2 separate regions of the Gossypium hirsutum genome follow, and region 1 is linked to region 2. Evidence: chromatin contacts called from public Hi-C data. All regions are on one chromosome and are shown on one strand. Each heading gives the region's core, a stretch centred on a gene start, on an enhancer-like site or on the middle of the called end of the contact. The rest is flanking DNA. Distances are from core to core; before and after follow the strand shown.

Region 1 (6,515 bases), core at 69-2,568, 150 kb before region 2:
TCAAGAAATACAAACAAAGAGAATAAGAAGAAAACTCCCTTGAAAAACTTTTCATTGTTCTGTTCAATCAAATATGCAATAGAATTAAAATCGAAATTACGAGAACAAAAGATTCAGATAAAGACAAGGTAGTGGATGAGGTTTATTAGAGGTGAAGCAAAACTAACCTGTAAAATAAACAAGGAAAAAGAGTGAGCTGCTGATGAGTGAAACTAGTAAAAGACCAACGAGAAAACTGCTAAAGAGTTAAAAAAGAGTAGAAAGAAAAGAACAAATAAGGTTCAAAAAAATCAATCAACAAAAACGACATTAGCTAGATATTTCTTTTTTTTCATTCTTACCTTCGAGACAGGAAGATGAACGTCGTCGTCGAAAAGGGGAAGATCAAAGATGAATGTCGGTGACAGGTACTGAGAAGCGTTGTTGGCTAGCACCAAGCATTGGGTCGGAATTGCAAAGAAGGGGGAGAGGGAAGGGAAAGAGGGTTTTTCTTTGCTGGGGATGTGGAGAGGAAAAATATTGAAAAATGTCTTACAAAAAAAAAAAAAGTAAGACATTATCGTCTCCAAAATTTAACACAAAAATATGATGTTAATGTTATACATAAATCCAACCCAATTCAACCCAATGCAGCCCATAAATACCTCTAACCAGTATTATTAAAAATTCAATATGCTAATAAGATTTAACTCAAGCGGTTGGGTACAGATTATAGAACTAATTATCACTGAAATTTACTTTAAGCAAAGTAGAGAATGTTAATGACACAGTTCATTGGTAATTTTTCTTCAGGGTGTAGGATCATTGGGACCCAAAAGTAGAGCATGTTCTCACAATAAAATGAAGAATAAATACTAAAACCTTTTAATTTCATGAAGTAAATACAATAATAATATTATGGTGCCATATGGTAACCGTAGGCATGGAAAATGTGAGTTGCTCTTGCTCACACAAATATGCACTCTGAAATTCTAATGAGACCAATCGCCATACGCAATCACCTTGGCCGCCTATGAAACAAGAAAAGAAGAAATATACATATAAATTCATCCAACATGGCAAGTAAAAGAAACATCATTGTTTTCACTTTTTCTTGGATTAGGCAACTTTATCCATTTGCAATAACGACAAGCCATGGGCATGGCATCCCCATGTTGCCGTTTCTAAATTTTGAGGTATAAATGAAGTAGATAGGGATAGCTAAAGAAAACCCAGTTTCTCCACAAAGAGACAAGCAACATTGTTGAATTCCTTGACTCTACTTGCCAACTCATTTCGCATTATTGCCTTCTAAGAAGCATGCAACAAACAAGACGTGGGGCAAGGAGATTAAGAAAGGAAATATGTCAGAAACTCTAATACATCAATCTTTATCCTATGCAGAAAGAGAAGGAACAAACAAACCGCCCATGTGGATTGTCCATGCACATGGGCATGCAAAGCAAAGGATTGGATTACATTTTATTCTTTATACTCAAGAAAATAGTAAATTAATCTTTACACCTTAGATCAAATAGTAAACTAGTCCTTCATATTAAAAATTTTATCAATCTTTAATGTTAAAACTGGCATGATTGATAAAATATACAGACAGTTTACACATAGGGTGTTACGTACAACTTATATTGACATACATATATGGATCAGTTTTTAACAGTAGAAAACGATAAATTTTTTAATAAAAGACCAATTTACTATTTAATCAAATGTAAAAAAATTAATTGTTGATTTCTAAATAAATAAGACACTATACAATTAAATTTCTAATTAAAAAAACTCCATCATACTTTTATCAAAATCCAATGCATATATCAGTTCCCAAGTTTAAACAGAAGGTGTAAGCAAACTCTGACATCAGATGTGTACCATATATGTGATGGCTGATGACAATACATATTCCTCCACTTAGATGGAAACAAATAATATATATCTTTGGTGAAATTGGTGCTTACATATTTGGGTGACAATCTGACAGGTAATGTGGACCTGCTCCACTTCCCAAAGATGGATAACAGATAATGTTATTGACATTAAATTGTCATCACTTCGATATAATTTACCTTGTAATGTAGATATTATACACTACAAATGGTCCCATATTTAAACCAATTTTTTCTACTTTGCTTTCATCACATGGGCTGATCTGAATATATATTATTATAATAATCATATATACGTAAATATTTTACAAGTATTTTAATATATTAATAATTTAAATTATATAAATTTAAAACTTAACTTATATTCAATTCTTATATATTTTTAAATTTTAATATAAATTACTATTAAAATTCTGTATCTTTGAGTTCTATCATACTTGAGATTTCTCCAAATTTATATAAACTTAAATTTATCATATGCAAGCTTTATTAGAATATATTTTATATTTAAATTTGATTATATTTTGTATATACTTGCAAAAATTTCTTTAAAAACAAATAAATGACTAGGTCTGGACTCTTACCTTGGTTAGTCTTTTCTGAACTATCAAAAAAATTTAAAAATTAAAATAATATTTAGTTCTTGAATTTGATTTTTTTATTTATATTAGTTTCAAATTTTGACAAATTTTTTTATTTGATCCTTGAACTCAGATTTTTTAAAGTATGATGATATAATACTCCAAAATTATATCACATCATTGTCTAAAAATTTTAAAAATATAAACAATACAAAATATTAAAAATTAGAAAAGAAATTAATTTGTTTTAAGTTTTTACATCATTATCAATCCTACTTTTAATTTGAAAATTCTACCAAGAGTCAAGATAAATAAATAAAAATAAAAGAAGAAACATAAAAAATTGTAATTTATCTCAAATAAGAAAAAAAAGTGCTTTCCTAATTTTATTGGTTAATTTGTCCATTTCTGTTTCTTTTTTTTTACTGAATTGTCTCACATCAGCTTACATCGGATTAACTAATTTTGAGTTTTGCCTTTCAAATGATTAAATGAATCGTAAACTGTTGACCAAACTAATAAGAAAACCTTTTTCACAAATTAAACTAACACTTTGTGGGTATTTCTTTAGTTGTTCCTACTTGATATTGATTTTGTGGGTACATTTCATGTATTTATGAAGACTAATATTCAAGGTGTTTGTTATTATTTGATATATTAGGAATGAAGTTTTTAAATTTTGCAATTGGATTTAATTGATATTTTAAAAAAATAAAAATTAAATAAATAAAGCATATGATTATTTCTTTAAGTTCAAGAGCATAAGGTTATTTTTAATGTTTGAAATTAATTTCTTTTATTTATCTTTAAAAATATAATGTGCTTCATTTATCATTACATCTAACATTTTTGATGATATGAACAACGATTTACAGTTATAGATATCTAAAACAATTGTACCAATGGATTAAATATTTCATTAAAAAATATGAGATTCTTGAGGGTTTTGGAGATTGAATGTGACAATGTGGATAGGTACTACCCATAGTTCTTCTTCAACTCATAAATAAGAGGATAATACGCTTCAATGCATCCAAACCTACGTCCTCCTACATTGGTAACAATATCCATGCCAATTGAGTCAAGACTTAATCGACAATATATCTAACCTTTTAACCAATTGATTTTATGTTGACGTGAACGTTAACATAAAAAAAATAATATAATAAAAATTTTGCTGATTTGGACAAACACATTTAAAAAATACTTTTATCTTTTACTTTAATACATACAAAAATGTTATTAACTACAGAATATCAAAGTGCTTGTTTAATCTATCAAATTGAAATGCATATCAAGATCAAGCTGCTAAAATATTTTTTATCAACCTTTAGAAGCTAATATTCAAAAGTCATTGTTTAAAACAGTGTTGTTTGGTTGAGATTTGAGATATGAAAGTGAAAGGCTCTCGACTATTGAATATGATATTTCCTTTTCTAATTTAATAGATTAAATTTTTTATACCTTTTATAGCTCTCATAAATGAGCAATTGTGGAAGTAAATGTTGTCGCGAAGGCATTAAATTCAATCTCACCAATGTTTTACCAATTTTGAAAATGATCATATAAGAATACATCTAGACAATTGTTTGGAAATATGTTCATATTGTAATAAATATATAACTGTTTTCTATTTATTTAAACGATGAATAAGTAATAATGTTGATTTTATATTTCATTATTATATCTTTTATATTTTGCATGCATAGCGAAATTGTGCAAGTAAATATTAACTTATTGATTGTCTAAGCTCAAACTGAAGACAAGTTGCATTGTAAAAACGTTTACAGTGCGAGAAAGGCAACTTACTTCAGTAAATAATCTAAAAATAAGCTTGTAATCATATAAAAGAATCGAAGTGAGCATTTGATTCAAACACTGATAAGGATTATTATGTTGTCTACAATTCCAATTGGGGAGATGGCTAGTCTTGGCTATCGGATCAGTTAACTCCACGAGTAGAGACAAAGATGTATTCATTGATAGAACGATACATTGGATTGGACCCACGATGAATTAATTCTGAATCCGTTTGTGAATTAATTCACTTGTGACGTTCATGGTGTAATTTACCTAAATCTTTAGTTAGTCACTGACCATGCATATGCAGCTTATGTGTTTTGATATTAGTGGATGCTTATGCTCTAAAGATGATCGAGCCCATAACCGATATGTTGGGTACATGACTTGTATATGGCATGACTCTACTAGCAACAATGGAATTTGTAGCTCAATTAAAGAGTTAATGATATCCTCTCATTGACATTGTGTGGATTGATAAATATAGAACGTGACCACGGGTTGCTTGTTCTCGAACTAGCAATTTATCACAGTCATTTGTTGACAATGATCATATTAATCATTAAGAAGACACAATGGTGACAATAAGATAAAATAGGGTTGTATTGAGTGAACGAATTTAACTCAAATGAATCAAAGATATCATATGAGGGTAACACACACATGATGAGATCATTGAACAAAGTAGTTGGTTGAATTGCTTTTGTAAAGAGTATACAATAAGGAGCTATCAATCATAATATTTCTTGTGGATTGACTTCATAATTAAGTAAGTACGAATTATTGAAACGATGCTTATGGAGATAATTACAATTACTACAGCCTAATTGTATATGTTCGATTAGTTCTTCTCGCTTGATCGGACTGCATTTGAATCAGAAAAAAATTCTATGACTTTAGAAATAATTTAATTAAGTTTATTTATTCGATATAGAATTAAATTAAGTGGTCTTGAGAATTGTTCAACTAGATAATTTGATTAAAGAATTCTCTTGAAAACTTAATTTGAAAAATCTAAGTGATTTTTAGAAAAATTAATTTTGATCAAGTAAAATTAAATTAATCAAATTAATTAAAATTAATATGAGTAATTGAACTTGAAAATTAGACCTAAGATCGTAAATTGGGTCCGAGAGCCCAAAACCGAGACCAAAACCCAAAAACTAGTCAAACTGGGTCCGATATGTAAAATCAGACCGACGATCCAACCAATGGCTAGACCGAAACAGTCAAGTCATCATAGACCTAGATCGAACCGACAGTAGCCAAACCGGCTCGAAGTGCCATAAGGGTGTCGCACCTGCATCACCAGATGTCAGCGGTGGTTAGTCTTTAGTGGTTGAGCAATGGAAGAATTACACTCCTACTGGACTCTATCGGAGAATTTGATTTTAGATTAAATATTCCAAAATTAATATTATTTTAATAGTTTAATATTAAATTTAATCTAATATTTATCAAGATAATATTAAATTTAATCTAATATATAAATAGTGCCTTGGGTTATTATTTTATACCCACTTGAATTCAACAGAAAGTTGTAGAGAGAAAATTCTCTAAAGAGATTATTTCAGAAAATTTTTAAAGATATTTTTTATTTACAACTTGAGCCAAAAGTTTAAAAAAATTACAAAATTACCCCACTAGTAATTTTTGTGAATTTTTTTTATTTGAAGTGAGCCCACATTTGGCAGACTTGAGCTTGAGGATAGCGAAGAAGACTACTCAGTCGAAGCGCTCATCCTAGACGAATTGAAATAGTACAATTTTGATTAAGTATTTATTATTTTAGATATCACAACCATGATCTTGTTTTGGAAAAAAAATTTAAAACTCTGGTTTTTCCCTAAATTTTTTTTCCGCTACATTTTCCAAATCTATTTTTCCAACAACAATACCCTAACCTGATTCAAATTAAACTTTATAAAGAAGGCAATCATGCAATGAGGGATCCATTCCAAGTCCCCATTCACCTATAAATACTAATTCTTGCAAGATCAAAAGGGAATAGGATCAACTCTACATCCCACATTTAGTTCAAACATTATCGCAACTTTAAAAAACCATCATTAGTGGCTCTTCACACCGCACACAATGTTAATGATCACCATTGTCCACCCCAACATCTTGTAACAATTGGCGGTGTCTTTAGGAACTTGGACAAGAAGCTATGACTCAACCAATCTAGAACGTCCTAGAGATACAAGCAAACGAGGTCAACTACAAGCAATGTGATCAATATTACTAGAACTAA
Region 2 (6,873 bases), core at 1,180-3,679:
AACGGCGTCGTATTGGGCCAAATGAAATGGGTTATTTTTGCGGTTAATCCCTCCGCTTTTGATTTAGTTCTTAATGGTGTCCTTTTTAGTTTTCTTAAATTTTCCCGTGTAATTTTGTTAACCTTTCATTTTAGTCCCGTTTAAAGCGGTGCGTATAAGGGTCAGGGATTAATTTCCCGATTGGCCCCTGCAGTTTTACATGTGTTCCAATCGACTTCAATTTCTTTTTATTTTTAAATTTCGCCCACTGTTTTTATTTTAATTCCAATCCAGTCCTTAATGTGTTTCTTTTTTAGTCTCTCAATTAATTAATTAATTATTTCATTTCAATTCTTTTTTTACCTATTTAATAACTGGCACTTCATTTTAATTACTTATATTAAATTGTTTGATTATCTTTTCTAATTTGATTTTATATGTTACTTATTTTAAACCTTTTTTGATGTCATTTTTTAAATCATTTGATGTAGTGTTTATTTTGAATTGCTTAAAGTGTTTATCTCAAACTATCCCAAGTTTTATTTATGTTAAATGTATATTGTTAATTTTGAGCATCTCATAGTATTCATTTCAAATCTTCATTATTTATTTTACATTGTTATTATGTGACTTCATTTCATGTGCTTTGACTATTAGTAGGCTTTAAAATATTGTACATAGTGCGATTATTGCTATCTTGTGAGTTGTGAATCGTGTGCTCGTATTTTCATAATGTTATCATTCCATCAATGTAACCCTTCATTCACGCATTGTTTTAAATGTTACATTAAATTTTTTTTATCCAAATATGCAAAGTAAGAATTTTGTTATAAGGCCATGCTTTGCGTTTTGGCCATTCGAGAAAATCAAACCCTAACTTACGGGGTTTCGATTTTTTTGTTAGGCCTAAATAGCAAAGAACCCTTTTTGAATTTCAAAATAATAAAAGAAATTTCGTTATAAGGTAACATTTCGCTTTTTGGGTGATTCGAGAAATTGTACCCTAACTTACAGGGTTTCGATTTTTCTCATTAAACTTAAATGGTGAAATGTTCCCTTTAATTTTAAAATATAAAATTTCAATAAAAATTAAAGTCAAGTTTATTCTCTAAAGTTTCAAATATCCCGTCCCAACTTACGGGGCGTAACATTTCGTTACTTTGGAATAAGCGGGTCTTTAACTCATTTTCAAATTTACTCAAACGATTTTTAAGTGTAAATCAATAAAAATGGATCGTATTTCAATTTGCTTTTTCAAATTTTCAAATTTCGGCATTTAGACATTAATTAATCAACTAGGTACCAATTTTTGGGCGTTACTTCCTTGTACGTAACCGACTCCTAAACCCGTTTTTCTGAATTTCGTGGACCAAAATCGTTGTTTTAATGAAATCAAATCGTTTATTAAAAACAACCTCTTTTCAAGGTGATCCGATTGCACCTTATTAAAAAGGATTGGTGGCGACTCCCGTTTTCGTTTTCAAGATCCAAGTCGACCTCGTTTTACAAAAAAATGGTGTCAACAGATAGCTAAGAAAAAATGTAATTTATTTGATAATACAACTTTTTTCTTATAGAAATTAATTAATCAACCGCGTATTCTTAGTGGATATGATTTTTTATTGGCATTTCAAAAGTGAGGATTTACATTCTATTGTTACGTTTCCACTTCAATTTGTAATATGTATAGAAAAGTTTATAAAAATAAATATATCTCAAAGACATGCATTGGTTGGATAAAGATGAAAATTAATTGAAATGCGGACAGAATTTAATAAAATTGTACAAAAAAAAATTGGTGAAAAGTGCAGAATGGGTGAAGGAAGCTGGTATTAAAGGAAGTAGGTATGGATCTATATCAGACATTGAACATTGTATCTTATAATGTTAGTTGGCCACCATAGATTTTGGGCTAGATCCACCATGTTTTACTTATTGATTGCAGGTGAGGGCTCACATGTCATCTGTCGGGTCACCTTTGCTGTGGTGTGGCCACAAGTGCCAAGATTTCGTGGACCATGCAATTCAACAAATGCTCTTACCTACGTATGGTCTCTTTATGGGTGTGTATTGGGGATGGGGACAATGTTTTTGGTTCATTGCAACCTGGAAGTTGGATATTTGATAGATAACTGCATAGCAGTCTCTGGCCCCAATGGAAAATTGCACACAAAAAAATCCTTCATTTGCTGCTAACTGCTGTGAACTCCTTATATGCTTCTAATTGAGGGCTGGAAATAGCTTATTTTACGATTAATGTTAAAAGCCAAAATGTTATGTGTTATACTAGGAGTAGGACTGTCTGTAATAAGACTTTAGTATGTGTAAGACTCTTTGTGGAACCCCTCGGTAGAATCATTCGATTAATGGTTTGACAAGTAGTCTCACTCATTAGATGCCATGGCAAGGGACTGCTGCATCAGGTGGGACCGTGTAGGACAGTATGGCGCTAACCTACCTGCACCTGCAACATTAGTTCGGCTACTGATATTTGACCCACCAATATGACTCGTCATGTGGTATTACAGGACAAGAAGTTATCTATCTATATAAGGGCGAGGAAAGGGACCAAGGATATGACATCAAGTCTCTCATTCCTTTTGTCATCTCCCCATTCAACCATAATTTTTTACCGCTCTCTACCCTACAGAGGTGAATCGACTTTACTCCACTACCATCTCTTCCATATTGATCTTTAGTATCAATGTTTAACTAAATAAAGATTTAATAGTTTTTAAGAATCAAATGATGGGGTCAACAAGTCAAAGAGAATATTGTTTGATTAGTTTTGGAATTGTCCAAAGAAAAAGATTGTATGGAGGGAATGCACAGAAGTTAAGTTTAGTTAGAACATATAAAACTGCATTTGGATTTTGGATTCAACCAAACTCTCCAAATACCCATAATTGAACGTGGCATATTTACTTTTGATTAAAACCAAGTACTTCTCTATAATTAATCCATATGTGAAACCAGTTTCCTGCTTGCATTTGCCTTTTCAGTGACCTTCTTTTCCATCCATTTCTCCATCAAACGAGCTCGTCGGAAACTTGACATTTCTTCATCTTCCTCTTCTACTACTCTGCTTCCGTTGCATTTCATGCTAGCTTTGCTTTGTTTCTTTTACATTTTTTCCCTCTAGACTGGTGTCACCACCATCGATGGAACGGTAGATTTTATCAAGCAGAGTAGATGAAAAAGATGGGTTATCTCTCTCCCGCCTGTTCACTGTTTTCTCCAATCTGTACATGGCTTCTCTTTTGCCGGTGAACAAGGGTTCAGAAGCAGCGAAAATAATAAGAGAAGAAACAGAAGATTTTCGCTGCAAAGAAATGAGATCACTGTTTCAAATTTTCTTTGAATTGTTGGAAATGAACGAAAGGAAATATGAAACAAAACAGAGAAATTGATGGGGTTCTTTTTTCTTGAAGCTGAAGATGAGGGGGGGACAGGAGCTGGGTGCTTATATAAAGGGTGTTTTACATCTTACTGCGATGGAAGTAATGCCAGATTGTTACGTCTCAGGGAAGGTAAAAGAAAACCTTATTTTCTTCCAAAAATAGTGTCACATTTGAAGATACATATATATTTTTGCTCTATTGATAATCAACTTTGCTTCCTGCAACATCCACCACAAACCTATATCGAACATCTTTTTTTTCCAGCCTCTCCATATCTGTGTTTATATAATCCATCTTCACCACTTCGATCATTGAGGCCGAATTTTTCTCCTTACAAAAATACCAACCTCTCCTCTATTTCCTCCATGCTCCCAGTGAAACTCCCTGTAATCGACTTCCTCCCTGTTTCCACACAAGCAAATCAAATACTTTTTTAGCTTTACACTTATGGAAAAACATGAAAAAAAATTCAAAAAGGAATTTCAATTTGACTCACCAAGCATGACCATGGGGTGAGGAACTGAAAAGGGGTGTTCATAACGCCAGTCAATTATCAATTTCCTATCGAGTCTCAGCAATGAAAGGTAAGGACCAACTTTGATTCTTACTCCCGTCGGGATTTTGCTTCCAATCACTATAAATAAGGTCTTTGAGTTTGCCATGTCTTGATATTGACGATGTCAACAAGTCGATTTTATGGGGAAATTTGTTGCCTCCATGCCACACAATTCAAACTTCTTTTCTTTTTTTTCTTTTTTCTTTGGATTTTTTTTTACTTTTTTTTTTCAACTTATCATGGTGCACTTCAAAGATCAGAAGAAGTATCAACCATCCAAAGTTAAGAATCGAAGTCGAAGGTGAACTGTCAGGAGGTGAGCGCTAGCTGACTTCAAGATTTTTGAAGACTACAACAAACATTAGGAGTAGACAGAAGACGTGCTATATTATTCTACCAAAACTTTGACGATGATTGAGGTATATGATGCGCGAGCATTGATCAACCGTTGAAGTCAAAGGTGTACCGTTTAGAAGGGAGAGCGAGCTTGTTGGAAAGCTCAAGATTTTTTGGAGACTTCGACAAATCTTAAAGGGCGAACCGAAGACGTGCTATATCATTCCGCCAAGACTTTGGCGATGGTTGAGGCATATGATGCTCAAGCTTACTTCGAGATTTTTGGAAACATCAACAAATATTTGGGAGTGGACCAAGGACGTGCTACATCATTTCGCCAAGACTTTGGCGATGACTAAGGCATATGATTTTTTTTTTCAACACCGATGTGGCAAAGTAGAGATTTATTCTGTTTTTTTTTTTCTCAACAACATGGTGCAGTGGAGATCAACTCTGATTTTTTCAACATCGATCGACATGCCGAGGCGGAGATCAATTTCAAATTTTTTTAACACCAATATGGTTAGGCAGACGACATTTTTGATGACTAAGGTGAATCCATTTCAAATGGAGAGAAGCTTTTGTAACTTCAACATGGCCAGAGGAGGATCCATTCCGAACTTTGCACCATCAATGTAACCTCCCGCTTTTTGTGGCGTCGAAAACAGTGATTTCGAGACACAAATCAGACGAATAAGTCCGTATTAATTATCATTTAATTCATATGAGTCAATTATAATGTGATATTGAGTTTTACTTGGTGAATTTTAGTTAATTGAATAAATAGTTAAGTATAAGTGGTTGTTCCGAAAATCAAGTGGTTTCGAAAAATGAGATATCGAGACCTCGTTTCTGAAAACCGAGCCTGTAAATATTTTTACTAAATATTGAGATATTATTTTGTTATGTGAAAGTTCGGTTTAAGAATTTTAATGTTTAGATAATTGATTAATTAAAAAGGACTAAATCATTAAAGTCGTAAAACTTAATCGCCTATTGAATTATAATGATTAAATGGCTTAATTAACTTAACTGGAAGATTTTATATGGCAAATATGCCATTTTTATTTAATGGGACGGTTAGTGGGTGTATTTATACATTTTATACATTAGTTTTAAATGTTAAATTAATTAAAATATAATAAAGCATAAAACATAAAATAAAATAAAATAAAATAAAAACCATCTTCCTCCATTGAAAGAGCTTAAGTTTCGGAAATGGTTTAGCACTCTTGCATGGTAAGAATTTTTGACTCATTTTTAGTAATTTTTATATTTTTGAGATCATTATAAATAGGTCCAGTTAATCCGTAACTTCGTTTTTAAAACTGTTAAGGATTTTAGATTTTACCATTGATGAATCTTTGTTATTTTTTCTGTTAAATTATGGATTTGAAGTATTGGTTGTTAGTTATGATTAGTTTGTAAAGTAATTTTTGATAGTTTTAATGAAAGGATTAATTTGATGAAATGTTAAAATTGAATGAAATTTTTGTAAATTTTTAATAAATAAGTATTAGAGAAATTTTTTTAAATTTGGAATTTTGGGATTATGGACTAAATTGTGAGAAATGTAAAAGTTCAAGGAAAATTATAAATAATGAAAACTTAAGGGTCATATGCATAAAATTGAGTTTGGATGTGTATTTAAATTTGATGAGATTGAATTTAATTATTATAGATCAAGATTTGATTCGTATGGAGGATAACCAAGGACAAATGGAAAATGTTGGATTAGTCCCTACAAGTAAGTCGTTAGCATATTCTAGGTAAGTTCATAGAATTATTGAATAAGTTCATATTAGCAAGATTTAGTTCTTCTCCAACACGTAAACATTGGAATGAAATTAAATATGTATTTAGATATCTTAAAGGGGCCATTGATATAGGGTTATTTTATTCAAATGATTCAAAGTCCCTATTAGTCGGCTATGTTGATGCTGGATATTTATCGATTCACATAAATGTCGATCTCAAACGGGATATTTATTTACATGTGAAGGTACTACCATATCATGGCGTTCAACAAAGTAGACATTAGTTGCTACCTCTTCAAATCATGCTGAAATAATTGCAATGTATGAGGCAAGCCAAAAGTGTGTTTGGTTAAGGTTATTAACCCAACATATCTAGAAGATATGTAATTTGCCTTTACAGGAAAATATGCCAACTATTTTATACGAAGATAATGCAACATGTATAGCTCAATTGAAGGGTGGTTACATCAAAGGTGACAGAACAAAACATATTTCACCAAAATTATTCTTCAATCATGATCTTGAGAAGAAAGGTGACATAGAAGTTCAACAAATTCGTTCTAGTGATAATTTAGCAGATCTTTTTTATCAAGGCATTGCCAACTTCAACATTTGAAAAACTACGAGACAAGATTGGAATGCGTCGACTCAAAGATATAATGTGATGTTGCCATTAGGGGGAGTCTAAAACACGTTGTATTCTTTTCCTCTAACCAATGTTTTGTCCCACTGAGTTTTCCTAGTAAAGGTTTTTAACGAGACAACTTGTAATAAGAGATTGTATACTCTTTTTCCTTCATTAGGTTTTTATCCCACAAGATTTTTCCTAATAAAGGTTTTAATG

Evidence for each region. Hi-C and Micro-C count contacts between places; a contact is called where the count stands out from the background.
Region 1: a Hi-C map of leaf shows a contact between it and region 2, with 2.1 times the contacts expected there. The contact joins the promoter of LOC107901356 here to the enhancer-like site in region 2. A contact is called at or near these places in 2 of 34 Hi-C or Micro-C datasets (callus and leaf).

The regions. Positions count from the first base shown.
Region 1 is chrD06:7,721,633-7,728,147 of Gossypium_hirsutum_v2.1, reverse strand. It overlaps LOC107901356, which reads right to left and starts at 1,318. Exons shown (of 3, transcript XR_005914450.1): 1 at 342-1,318; 2 at 168-238.
Region 2 is chrD06:7,575,262-7,582,134 of Gossypium_hirsutum_v2.1, reverse strand. No RefSeq gene overlaps it. Among protein-coding and RNA genes, the nearest start is that of LOC107900313, 6.3 kb to the right of the region's middle. Within about 2 kb of position 2,429, at least 5 of the 9 cell types and tissues checked have an H3K27ac peak or open chromatin away from gene starts, as enhancers often do. A contact at or near this core is called in leaf, where this site is marked.